2 separate regions of the Sus scrofa genome follow, and region 1 is linked to region 2. A link is a contact called in public HiChIP or PLAC-seq data. All regions are on one chromosome and are shown on one strand. Each heading gives the region's core, a stretch centred on a gene start, on an enhancer-like site or on the middle of the called end of the contact. The rest is flanking DNA. Distances are from core to core; before and after follow the strand shown. Region 1 overlaps CCDC6 (coiled-coil domain-containing protein 6). Region 2 holds the start of CCDC6 (coiled-coil domain-containing protein 6).

What was found. HiChIP or PLAC-seq counts read pairs in DNA pulled down with a chosen protein or histone mark.
Region 1: an H3K27ac HiChIP or PLAC-seq map of skeletal muscle shows a contact between it and region 2, with 2.4 times the contacts expected there. The contact joins the enhancer-like site here to the promoter of CCDC6 in region 2. A contact is called at or near these places in 1 of 5 promoter capture datasets (fetal liver), 10 of 47 Hi-C or Micro-C datasets (alveolar macrophages, heart right ventricle, liver and 2 more) and 2 of 2 datasets of contacts at active chromatin or transcription factors (alveolar macrophages and skeletal muscle).

The regions. Positions count from the first base shown.
Region 1 is chr14:63,217,865-63,220,626 of Sscrofa11.1, reverse strand. The region is part of intron 3 of CCDC6 (coiled-coil domain-containing protein 6); the gene reads left to right. Among named protein-coding and RNA genes, the nearest start is that of MRLN, 66 kb to the right of the region's middle. Within about 2 kb of position 1,391, at least 3 of the 83 cell types and tissues checked have an H3K27ac peak or open chromatin away from gene starts, as enhancers often do. A contact at or near this core is called in skeletal muscle, where this site is marked.
Region 2 is chr14:63,298,675-63,301,416 of Sscrofa11.1, reverse strand. It overlaps CCDC6 (coiled-coil domain-containing protein 6), which reads left to right and starts at 1,392. Exons shown (of 9, transcript XM_001929282.5): 1 at 1,392-2,438. The coding sequence starts at 2,124.

The DNA of each region.
Region 1 (2,762 bases), core at 142-2,641, 81 kb after region 2:
CTGAGACAGCATGGCTGTGGAACTCAAAGCTTTTCTTTCAAGGATTCTTCAGAATGAACAACTAGCATTTTTCTTCTTTGAAATACTAGCAACCTTATACCAACCCTGTCTTTGTCCAGCTCAATTTGTTGGTACAGATACGGAATCACAGACTTCGTTGCTCATCCTGGTTCAACCACAGACTAGTTATATGACCTTGCATTAACTTCATCAACTTCTCTGGGCCCATGTTTTCCATTTGTAAACAGAGCAGCATGGACTACAATCAGGAACTGGCAGGCTTAAAAAGGCACAAAAGGGGGAAGGTAATAAGAGTGCACAGGCCCTTTGACCATTGCCTTTGGGAGACAGTGCTGGAGCATTGGCTTTGCCTCAGGCATCCATGCTGGTCCTTATCCACCAACACACAGAACTGGACAGCCGATACCAGTCCATCCAAGTTGGTGTGACAGACAGAAGTACCTGTTATCTCTGGCCTAGTGACCCTAATGCTTTGCCCTACGCTGATTTATGTTCCAGGTCAGAAGAGCCTGGTTTCCATGTAAAATTCCATGTATTAACATCTTTTAGCTCTTTGTAATTTGGATCTTGATTGCCATTTTTGATGATTTGACCAAGCCTTTCATGGAAAGTTGTCTCATTTATACCAATTTTAAGATCTTGCTGGGCATCTTAGTCCAGGCTGACTGGTTCTTGAATCACCCCAAGGACCTCATATTTTCCTCATTGTATTTGAGATGAACCATGATGGGAATATCAGGTTTGAGAGGAAGTCCGTACTTCTTGTTAAACGAACTTTTGTTTTTGGTGTTATTCTTGTATCTCCCTATATCAAAGGGTGGAATGATACTGGGTTTTCCAAGACTATGAATAATGACTTTATTTTTTCCATTCTTTATAGGCTAAAGAACAAAAAGTTCTCTTTCCAAGGGTTGACTAGTTTATACATATGCAGAGTAATCTATTCTTACTGTTCATCTTTGGAATTCAGATGCAGTTTCTAAATTTAGAAGGCTCCTCCACCCCCACCCCCCACCCTCCAGTTTAAAGACATTTATGTTCTGAAGTTCACCTGTTTAATTTCCGGGATAAGCAGGTAGCCAGTTCAGTTCACATTAAAGTTGTGAAGATTCTTATTTGAGTCCATGACATACCAAGATCTTGTTACTGGTACATGTTAATCTAGAGTTAACCAAGTGACTGAGTACAGTTCTCACAGTGGTTGGCATTATAAGAGTGTCACCTGGTCAAAACCTTCACGTTGCTGGCTGTCAGTGATTCAAACAGCTTATGTCTTATATTTGTTCACCATCTCCTAAGGAGACTTGCGGACTGGGGCTGTGACCCCCCTCCCCCCACAGTTTAGCTGTGGCCACAAGGTGGAGGTAGTGGCCTAGAGTCAGAAAGCCATCCTAGGGCCGCCGGGAGAGAGGATGAACTGCTGCACAGTCTTAAGGCTCTTTGGGACTTTAGTCACTAAACCCCTGTAAAATGAAGTCCAAGATGAACATTTTCCCCACGTTAGCGATTTAGTCCATGGTAAGGCTTATTTTTCGACCCCTGCACTCAAGAAATGGATTTCCACGGTGAAATGTGAATTGCAAAGCCCTAAATTAGAGGTAACCTTCAGAGCTGGGATATCGAGTTCCTATGTAAATAAGATGGAGACATTAATATTATCATAAAACTTTCCTCTCTTTGTTTTGGATGTGTCCAGGATGATTAGACATCGGGGATTTTCCACTATGTTTTGTTTTGCCATGAGTAAAAGTCAGGGTCTAAGGGCAATGTTTTTTGTTTTTTGTTTTTTCCACCAGTAAAAATAAATCTCTTCATATTTCCATGGATAGGATCTGGCCCTCTCTTCTGACCATCTCATGGGAGTATCATCTATATTATAGTATTTACTGTAGGTCATAATCTATATGATATATCCTACCCTGAAATGATTATCAGAAGAGCCAAGGTGTGGACGTCACTATGCATTATATATGCATATGTGTACAGTATATATGTGATACATACCTTTGCTCTTGTGACAATAAAGCTCTCTCAAGGCAGTTACCCAGTGTGTCGCGTGTCTTAACACTGCTTTGTTGGAAGTGTTTTAGAAGTGTGGTTTCGGACAGGTGACTGAAGAGCTCTCATTTGTACTTTGAAAAGCCATGTAGGATAGGTTCGGGGCCTTTGTACTGGACCTGAATAGAACCAGATGTGAACCTGTTTCCTCTGCCTCATATCTTTTAATTAATTAATAATTAATTTTGGTAGGGGCATTATTGAGACATAATTCACCAACCATACAAATCACCCATTTCAAGTGTAGGATGTGATGGCTTTTAGCCTATTTGCAGAGTTGTGCAACCATAACCAGAATAGATTTTTAGGACATTTTCATCACCTCCAAAAGAAAGCCTGTACCTTTCAGCTGTCACTTGACTCTGATCTCCTGAAGCAGTTGCTACTGTGCTCTCTCTGTGCATTTGCTTATTCTGGATGCTTCATATAAATGGAATCATGCAGTGTGTGGTCTTTTGTGACTGGCTTCTTTCACGTGGCATCCTATTTTTGTCCATGGTGTGACAGATGAGGACTTCATTCCTTCTCCTGGCCAAATAATATTCCATGCTGTGGATATACCAACCACATTTTGTGTCTCCATTCTTCATTTGTTGAACATTTGGGTTGTTCACCCTTTTGGTTATCATGAGAAATGCTGCTGTGAACATTCATGAACAACCGTTTCTCTGGACATGTCTTTT
Region 2 (2,742 bases), core at 143-2,642:
GGAAGCTTTAAGATACTATGGGATAGGGAACAATGGAAACTTGTGAAGTATGGAAGCCAGACTGGCTCTTAAGATTCTATCACGGTGCTGGGGTAAAGCGGAAAGAATGCTGTTAAGTCTGAGTTTCCCCATGTGGCACGACTCCCTGCTAGCTTTACCCCTCCATTTCACCCAGCAAGTGAGATTTCCAGAAGCCACTTCCAATCTGAGGAGCTGCTTGTCTTAAGTAGCACATCCTCAAAAGGAAAAAGTGAGGGAGAGGAGTTAAGTCTCAGTGAATACTAAACTGGATCACTTCTAACAGAATTGTTGACATTGGCTATATGTTTCTGAAGAGTAAAGTCAACTTTTTTTTTTGTTCTCCTGCTACACCAATAATGGCTGAGTTCAGAAGTCCTCTAGTACTAAACTAAATAATTAGGACAAATTTGGGGTTTAATTGCCATTGGCATTTTGGAGCTGTCTGCTGCAAGCAGCCATCTTGGTAAAAGATGATGTCATTTGGAACCCTTGGCATTTTAGTTTATTCCCAGGTACCTGCTGTTAGGAATTAGCTGTTGAATTAACACTGTAATCATTAGGTCAAATTTAGGTTTAAAGACAATGGAGGAGTTGAAATAAAAATCATTAAAGCACTTCTTTATCCTTCCTAACACATTACAAACTTTCCCAGAAGTTCAAAGCAATAGAAAAAAAATTTACACTTTTTTCCCCTGTTTCCAGGTTTGTTCTTCTGTTGACTAAGCTTGGAAAATAAAACTAGTCTGGTCAGTTTCATTTTCTGATTTTTATACATAAGTGAAAGCTGTTTTGTGTCAACAGTGTAAAGTGTTTAGAATCACCTCACCTGCTGGGCCAATTTCCTGTAAGCCTTTGTTTGGGACGGTAAAGGGGAAATACAAGTTTTGATCTTGCATTTCTTATGCTTCAAAACTAAAACCCTGTATTAGACCACAGTAGGGTAATTTTTTTTTTTTTTTTTGACTTCTTAAAGTTTTCTAGGAGTGGGCAAGATGATAGTAAAGGCAAATGATGGTCATGTTCTATTTCCACTTAATCACTATTTGTATAGCATAATGCTCTGTCCGCAGTTACTTTGGAAAGTTGGCACTTAAAGGGATATTTTAATCCACAAAAAGTGTTTATCTTTTTTTCTTTTGGATTAGATAAATGTTACTGTCTTAATCCTACTGCACGACAGGTCCTGGCATTGTCTGCAAGATACGGAGAGAAAAGGAAAAAAACCTTGCACCTTGTTTAAACAATTGAGCACAGTGTGGTTTACGAGATGATTAGGAGGAGGAGAAAAGACATTGTCTCTCCTGCAATTTTTTTCTTAAGGAGGTTAACCTGTGGGTGCTGTCGCGTCGCCCTCCTTGGCTCCTTGCAGAGGAACTTAACGTTCTGTGAACGCTCTCCAAACCTTCCTAGGCAAGCTCGCTGAGATCCAACTAAAAGGGCTGCGTCTGTGTTTGAAGCAGACAGAGGGAGACAGGAGCACACAACAGTCGCCAGAAGATGGGGCCACAACTCGGCTGGGGCTGGGTGCCGGAGCCGGGCTGACCTTTCCACGTGTCCTCAGCACCTGCGAGGCTAGTGGGGCATTAGGTTTCCTTTTCCCAGGAGCGGGCGCGAGCCCGGAAGAGGCTGGGCGGCGGCGGGCTTAGGGCAGAGAGAGGTGGGAGGCCCTCCCTCTGAACACGTGTGGCGGGGGAGCAGCTGGTGCGGAGGCTGACCTGGTCGGCAGGCACCGGCCCGCCCCGCGCGTCCCCAGCCCGCCGGCGGACGCCAGAAGGCTGACGGCGGCGGCAGGCGGGTCTCGGAGCTTTTCGGCCTGCTTTGCTGGGCGGCCTAAGCGAGCGCGCCAGGCCCGGCTGGAGCGAGCCCCAGTGCAATACTGCCCGAGCCCGGGCGGGGTCTCTGTTCTCTGGCAGAGGAGGTCCCTTGGCAGCGGGAAGCTCCCTCTCTTTCTCTTGCCGCCGTTCGGAGTCTGCGCCCTGGTGCCAGGCGCCCAGATCGGCGCTCCCCTGTGCTCGCCCGGCGCCCACTCATTTGCAGCCCAGCCTTCGCCGCCGCCGCCTCCCCGCTCCTCCTCCTGGTTGTCTCCCCAGCCCGCCGCGGTCATGGCGGACAGCGCCAGCGAGAGCGACACGGACGGGGCGGGGGGCAACAGCGGCAGCTCGGCAGCCATGCAGTCGTCTTGCTCGTCGACCTCGGGCGGCGGTGGCGGCGGCGGGGGAGGCGGAGGCGGCGGCGGCGGCGGGGGAAAATCGGGGGGCATTGTCATCTCGCCGTTCCGCCTGGAGGAGCTCACCAACCGCCTGGCTTCGCTGCAGCAGGAGAACAAGGTGCTCAAGATTGAGCTGGAGACCTACAAACTCAAGTGCAAGGCGCTGCAGGAGGAGAACCGCGACCTGCGCAAAGCCAGCGTGACCATCGTGAGTGCACCCCCCCTCCCGGGGGGCGCGCGGCAGCGGGCGACCTCCTCCCGCCCCGGGGAGAGGCTGCACCCCACCCCGGGCAGTCCCCCGGACTTCTCCCAGGCTCTCGAGGACCCGCAGCGAGCAAGCTCCCTGCCAAGACCTGCCGGCCCGGGAGGGTGGGGGAGAGGGAGGTGTCCCTTCGGGGCCGCTCGGGTCTGCCCTCCCCGGGGGTCCAGGCCCCTCGCGGGGTGCGGGAGGAGGCTGCTGGGACCGCCACCCACGTTCCCTTGTCGCTTCTGGGGAGGAGGCCCCTCTTGGG